2 separate regions of the Mus musculus genome follow, and region 2 is linked to region 1. A link is a contact called in public HiChIP or PLAC-seq data. All regions are on one chromosome and are shown on one strand. Each heading gives the region's core, a stretch centred on a gene start, on an enhancer-like site or on the middle of the called end of the contact. The rest is flanking DNA. Distances are from core to core; before and after follow the strand shown. Region 1 overlaps Gm36235 (a long non-coding RNA gene). Region 2 has its middle 130 kb from the start of Gm36372.

Evidence for each region. HiChIP or PLAC-seq counts read pairs in DNA pulled down with a chosen protein or histone mark.
Region 2: an H3K27ac HiChIP or PLAC-seq map of embryonic fibroblasts shows a contact between it and region 1, with 3 times the contacts expected there. The contact joins two enhancer-like sites. A contact is called at or near these places in 3 of 115 datasets of contacts at active chromatin or transcription factors (the NIH/3T3 cell line, embryonic fibroblasts and embryonic stem cells).

The regions. Positions count from the first base shown.
Region 1 is chr12:16,005,510-16,008,256 of GRCm38.p6, forward strand. Gm36235 (a long non-coding RNA gene) reads right to left here. Exons shown (of 8, transcript XR_872507.1): 2 at 1,628-1,733. Among named protein-coding and RNA genes, the nearest start is that of Gm36235, 8.6 kb to the right of the region's middle. Within about 2 kb of position 1,377, at least 73 of the 459 cell types and tissues checked have an H3K27ac peak or open chromatin away from gene starts, as enhancers often do. A contact at or near this core is called in the NIH/3T3 cell line and embryonic fibroblasts, where this site is marked.
Region 2 is chr12:16,357,574-16,360,564 of GRCm38.p6, forward strand. No RefSeq gene overlaps it. Among named protein-coding and RNA genes, the nearest start is that of Gm36372, 130 kb to the left of the region's middle. Within about 2 kb of position 1,433, at least 21 of the 459 cell types and tissues checked have an H3K27ac peak or open chromatin away from gene starts, as enhancers often do. A contact at or near this core is called in the NIH/3T3 cell line and embryonic fibroblasts, where this site is marked.

The sequences.
Region 1 (2,747 bases), core at 127-2,626:
GCACTCAGTCTTGGAAACACATCCTATAGAAGATTTTTTTTTCCACTTAGTTTCTACAACCCATCACATGTGATATGAACTGTGAAGACCCTATATGTCAACAGGACACTGATTCTCTCTTGGAATCTCAGCACTTGGAAGATCAAGGAGGATGGGTCATGAGTTCAAGGCCAGCTTGGGCTGGACAGTGAGATTTTGTGTCAAAGGTAAGTAATAATCTCACTTCCCAGTAGCTTCGCATAGAAAACCTTTCCCCTTGTGGCAATTTGCCCGTAATACAGACAAATTTAGTACATGATTCACCCCCAGCCCTCCTAGGAGATTAATTCTGGCAAAGTTTCCTATGTTGGTTAGTTTTAATTGTCAACTTGACACAACTTAGAATTATCTGGGGAGACAGTCTTCATGAGCAATTGTATAGATCAGGTTGGACTCTAGGCACATCTGTAGGGGGTCTTGGCTGCTAATTGATATAGAAAGACCCACTCTGGATGTGGGTGACATCATTTCATAGGCTGGACCCTGCACTGTGTGACAGTAAAGAAAGTAGCAGCTGACCATACAAAAGCAAGCTCTTGACTACACGTGGTGGGGCCAGCCAACTAATATGCCTGCTTCCATGATTACTTTGAAATTACTGAACATAACCTGAAATTGTAAATTAAAATAAAACTCTTCTTTCTCTAAGTTGCTTTTAGTCAGGGAACATTATCACAGTGACAGAAATAAAACTAGAATACCCCCTTTACAGGGTTAGACATGAAAAAGAGGCTAAGATTATTGCTCGCTCTCTCACTGATTCAGGCTTTGGAGTTGATCGTTCCATTTTGTCAAGGAGACTGGACAGAAAGGAAAGAGGCAACAACTTGAGAGCATGTCTTTTCAATTGTTTGCGAGCAGTGTGGAAGGAAAAGATCTTGCCACAGTGAGTTGGAGGTTTAGCAATGAATCTTTGAGGCTGAATGTCCTGTGGTTTGGTGGTGTGATTTTTTTTTTCAGTTCTTCAGTTGTAGCCCTGGGATCTGGCATCTCTGCCCTAGAACATTCTTCTCAATAACATGGGTCTATGCTATTCAAAGCATACTTCTAAGATACCTAACAAATGTCTCTGGGCCTTAGCACCATTAGCTGTGTGGCGAGTGAGGTCCGAATCAGTAGACTTAAATGCCATTCCCACCTTGGTGAGCGTCCCTCTATGAATTCAACTCTGTGTGCCTGCATGTGTCCCAGTGCCCTCTGGTTTCTTGATGGATGTCACAAGAGAAATTCTCTCACTATAGCGGAGGGAGGATCCTTGCTTGACGTGTTACCCTTCAAAGTTGTTTCCAAGCCAAAGATTTTTGAGATGACTTTGTGGCGAGGAAGACCATGAGTCATGCTGAGCTTACTAATTCTATTTCTGGAAACCGTGGGAGGTGGTGTGATGTTGTGGAGAACAACAGAGCACTGCAGACACCCTGGTCTGGGATTGGATCTTGATTGAAGCTCACCAGCCTTGTGGGACTGAAGTAGTACTCTGACTCTGGACCTCACTCCCTTTCCCTGTGAAATGGGTTGTTGAGTTGTTAAAAAGACTCATAATACAGCATCAGGACACTATATGCTACATGGACAGGACAGAACATACCTTCTGGAACATACTGCCAGGAAGTATAATAGTCTTGAAGCTTCACAGACACTGAAGGTGTAGGACACCATATTGTTTTCAACTTCAGTGTTGCCTTCTAGTAACACTGTAAGAACGTAATTATATACTCTCCTTAATGGTCAAAGATACCCAATACATTATCCAGAAAATAATTGTTTCAATTATACCATTTAACCCTCATTCTCTCACATCTAACATAGAAATAATAACAGCTTCATTGTTTGCTGAAGTTAAAAGAAATTGTAAGTAAACTTGTTGAATTTGAATAGGGTTTAAATGCATCTATCCTTTTAGAGATCGGATAGGTGCTGTGTGATGACTCTGCTGTATGCCACATGAGCTCTGTCTATAAAAATGCTAACTAGTATGTATTGAATTCTTCTGTGGTCCAGGGGTTAACAAGATATTCTATACATTTTTCAAAGCAACATCCTGAGAAGGCTCCATTGCTTTAATTTTGAAAATGAGGAATGTGTTCTTTAGATAGTTAAAGGAACCTTCCCAATTCCCCTGGATACCATTCTGGGTCTCCAGCCACAAAGTCTGTGACTTCCCCAATACATGAGCCTTGGCTCTTGTTCTTCATTACTGCATAGACAGCCATGCAGGACTCCTGTCCTTGGGAAGAACATCGTGATTGGATAGAAAGGTCTTGAGGCTGATTCTTTCCGTTGGGGTGGAGATGTAGTACCTGCCCAGGCTGAGCTTCCCCTAAAGTCAGTCACAGAGCTAGAGATGGAGAATTGGGCATTAAATTCCTTTTGTCTTAATGCAATACCTAACAGGAAGGAGAGGAGGAAAGCACATCATGGCCAAACAAGAGGAGTGGCATTTCCAGAGCAGAACAAGTTTGAAAAGAGAATCCCAAGCCCTACAAAACCAAAGAAAGTTTTTGATATAAAGCAAACCATGGCTGCCATGCTATATTTGCCCCTGCATATGTGAAACCACCATTTACAGAGGACAGTTAAAATATTTCCAAGCCCTGTCATCTGTTTTCTTTTCCTTGGACTATTGATAGTTCTTTTGACAACTCTGGGACCCACTGACTTAAGACTAGTGGCCCTGGAGAATTATTATTGGTGAACCTCAAACCAGA
Region 2 (2,991 bases), core at 183-2,682, 350 kb after region 1:
GTGGGACTTTCAGTTGAAGGAGGTGAACATCAACCCACCCACAAAACCTTCAACTCAAAATGTGCCCGGCCTGCAAGATGCGTAAGGATAAAAATGGAGCAGAGATTGAGGGAACAGCCAACCAGTGACTGGCCCAACTTGAGATCCATCCCATGGAAGAGAGTTAACCCCTGATAATATTAATGATACTTTGCTATGCTTACAGATAGGAGTCTAGCATAACTGTCTCCCCAGAGGCTTCATCCAGCTGTGGATGCAAACAGATGCAGAGACTCTATCAGGTGGAGCTCAGGGAGTGTGGAGGAATGGGAGATAGGATTGAGTGAGCCAGAGGAGTCAAGGACACCACAGGAAGACCTACAAAGTCAAATAACCTGGGCCTATGGGGCTTCACAGAAACTGAATCACCAAGCAAAGAGCATATGTGGCTGGACCTAGCCACCACCCTCACATTTGTAGCAGATGTGCATCTTGGTCTTCATAATGGATTCCCTAGCAATTAGAGCAGGGATTGTCTCTGACTCTGTTCCCTGCCATTAGATTCCCTTCCCCTAGCTGGACTGACTAGTGGGAGAGGATGCACATAGTCCTGCTGCAACTTGATATACCAGAGCAGGTGGATACCCAAGGGGGCTTCCCTTTTTCTGAGAAGGGAAAGGGAGTAATTGGGAAGGAAATTTGTGAGCATGGGACTGGAAGGGGAGGGAGGCCAAAACTGGGATATAAAGTGAATAAATACATAAATGAGTAGGGGGAAAAGAGTATTCTTTAATTTATTTAGTAAATATTTACTGAGGAACTTTCTGCAACAGGCAAAATCTACATTATGGTCTTTAACCCTCCCTCCCCAAATAACAAGCCTGGATATATCAATTCACGTGAGAAGGAAACAGTTTCAAAGAAGTTGAATGAAAGAGAGAGAGAGAGAGAGAGAGAGAGAGAGAGAGAGAGAGAGAGAGAGAAAGGAGGGAGGGAGGGAGGAAGGAAGGAAAGGAAGGGAAAGGAAAGGAAAGGAAAGGAAAGGAAAGGAAAGGAAAGGAAAGGAAAGGAAAGGAAAGGAAAGGAAAGGAAAGGAAAGGAAAGGAAAAGAAAAGAAAAGAAAAGAAAAGAAAAGAAAAGAAAAGAAAAGAAAAGAAAAGAAAAGAAAAGAAAAGAAAGGAGAAAGGAACAAAGGAAGAAAGAAAGCACCAACAGCACTCAGCTAGCACATTCAGCACCATAGTTTAAATCCCTGCCCCTCTGACTCCAAACCTGTACTGACTGCCCTGAATTGATCTTCTTGTGCACACTGCCTTTGTTTTCTCCCTTCCTCTATCCCTTCCACTTTCTGCCTCTTTAAAAACTAATCTGAGGGCATAATATATTCAAACACAGAGGAGAACAAAGGCCCCTTCTTGGAAGGCTAAGGCATGGCATCTTAATTGAAACAAGATAATCCAAACATTTGCTTCACTCAACGTTTACAAATTCCATTTCATTGACTTATATTTTCACAACTGACTGTCATGTCAAAGTTATTTTATTTTCACAGAAGTTAGGAAAATACAAAGAGGGAAAGTTTTAGAACAAAGTGGCTTACAACACAGTTCAACCCTCTCTTCTTGATGTTGTAAGATTTGGGATGTTTCTAAGACACAATACTCAGGCCATTTGACACCATTTCCCATGAGATGCTGGTCCCTGGGCTGGACCCCTCAGATGTCCTGGATTGCTGGGAACTATTACTCTGGTTTCCAAAACCCCATTCCTTTGTCCAGCCATGATATCATCTCCTAGAAGGACCCTTCTTGCAAGATCAGAAAGAAACACCAGCAGGGACTGTCTTCAACATCCAGCCACAGTGCCAGAAAAGGGGCAGAGAACCCCCACTACCAAAGCTAAATTTTTTCCTCATAGATATGATTCCAATTCAAAATAAATGCAGCATTTCAGGGCCCTTTCTACATAGTACAAAGGCAGCATTTTGATAGGGGGATAAAAGTAAAGAGCTGTAGTATACATCCAGCCTAGGGCTCATCATCCTCTGATGTTAGGATGATATGGAGGAAGCCAAGAACTCTGGAATCAATAGAGTGGGCTTCTGCCACAAGCTCCATCCCTTGAACTGAAAATTCCTGTAGTTGAGATTTGTTATTCAAGAACTGGGTATTACTACCTCTATATCTTTTGCTTTAAGGGTTTGGCTATGACTCTTGTGACTTCACACATATGCAACCATCTGAAAGGCTGATTGGAGCTTGTGTTAGTTAGGTTTTTACTGCTGTGAACAGACACCACGACCAAAGCAACTCTTAAAAAGTACATTTAAGCCGGGCAGTGGTGGCGCAGGCCTTTAATCCCAGCACTTAGGAGACAGAGGCAGACGGATTTCTGAGTTCGAGGCCAACCTGGTCTACAGAGTGAGTTCCAGGATAGCCAGGGCTACACAGAGAAACACTGTATTGAAAAACCAAAAAAAAAAAAAAGTACATTCAATTGGGGCTGGCATACAGGTTTAGAAGTTTAGTCAATTATCATCAAGGAAGGAGCATGGTAACATCCAGGCAGGTGTGGTACAGGAGGAGTTGAGAGTTTTACATCTTCATCTAGAGGCTACTAGCAGAATATTGACTTCCAGGCAACTAGAATGAAAGTCTTATAGTCCACAGTGACACACCTATTCCAACAGGGCCAAAACTTCTAATCCTGCCATTCCCTGGGCAGAGCATATACAAACCATCACAGAGCTTCTGGGAAGGCTGCTCCTAAATTGTTGTCTGCAGGTGTGGTAACAGCAAACAAAACCCTCTGAGTCTTTTCCATCCCTTCCAGCTGGAATATACGCAGTCTCACACCTTACCTCCCAAGGGAGGCTGTTCAAGCCACTCTAAGCATAGCCACCCACCAATCCCAAAATACTCATTATCTCCCCTTCACTAAGAACAGGAATGCAACAACCAGGCTCCAGGCATGAGAGTATGGACTCTATATTCTTTACTTTTTTGTTGCTGT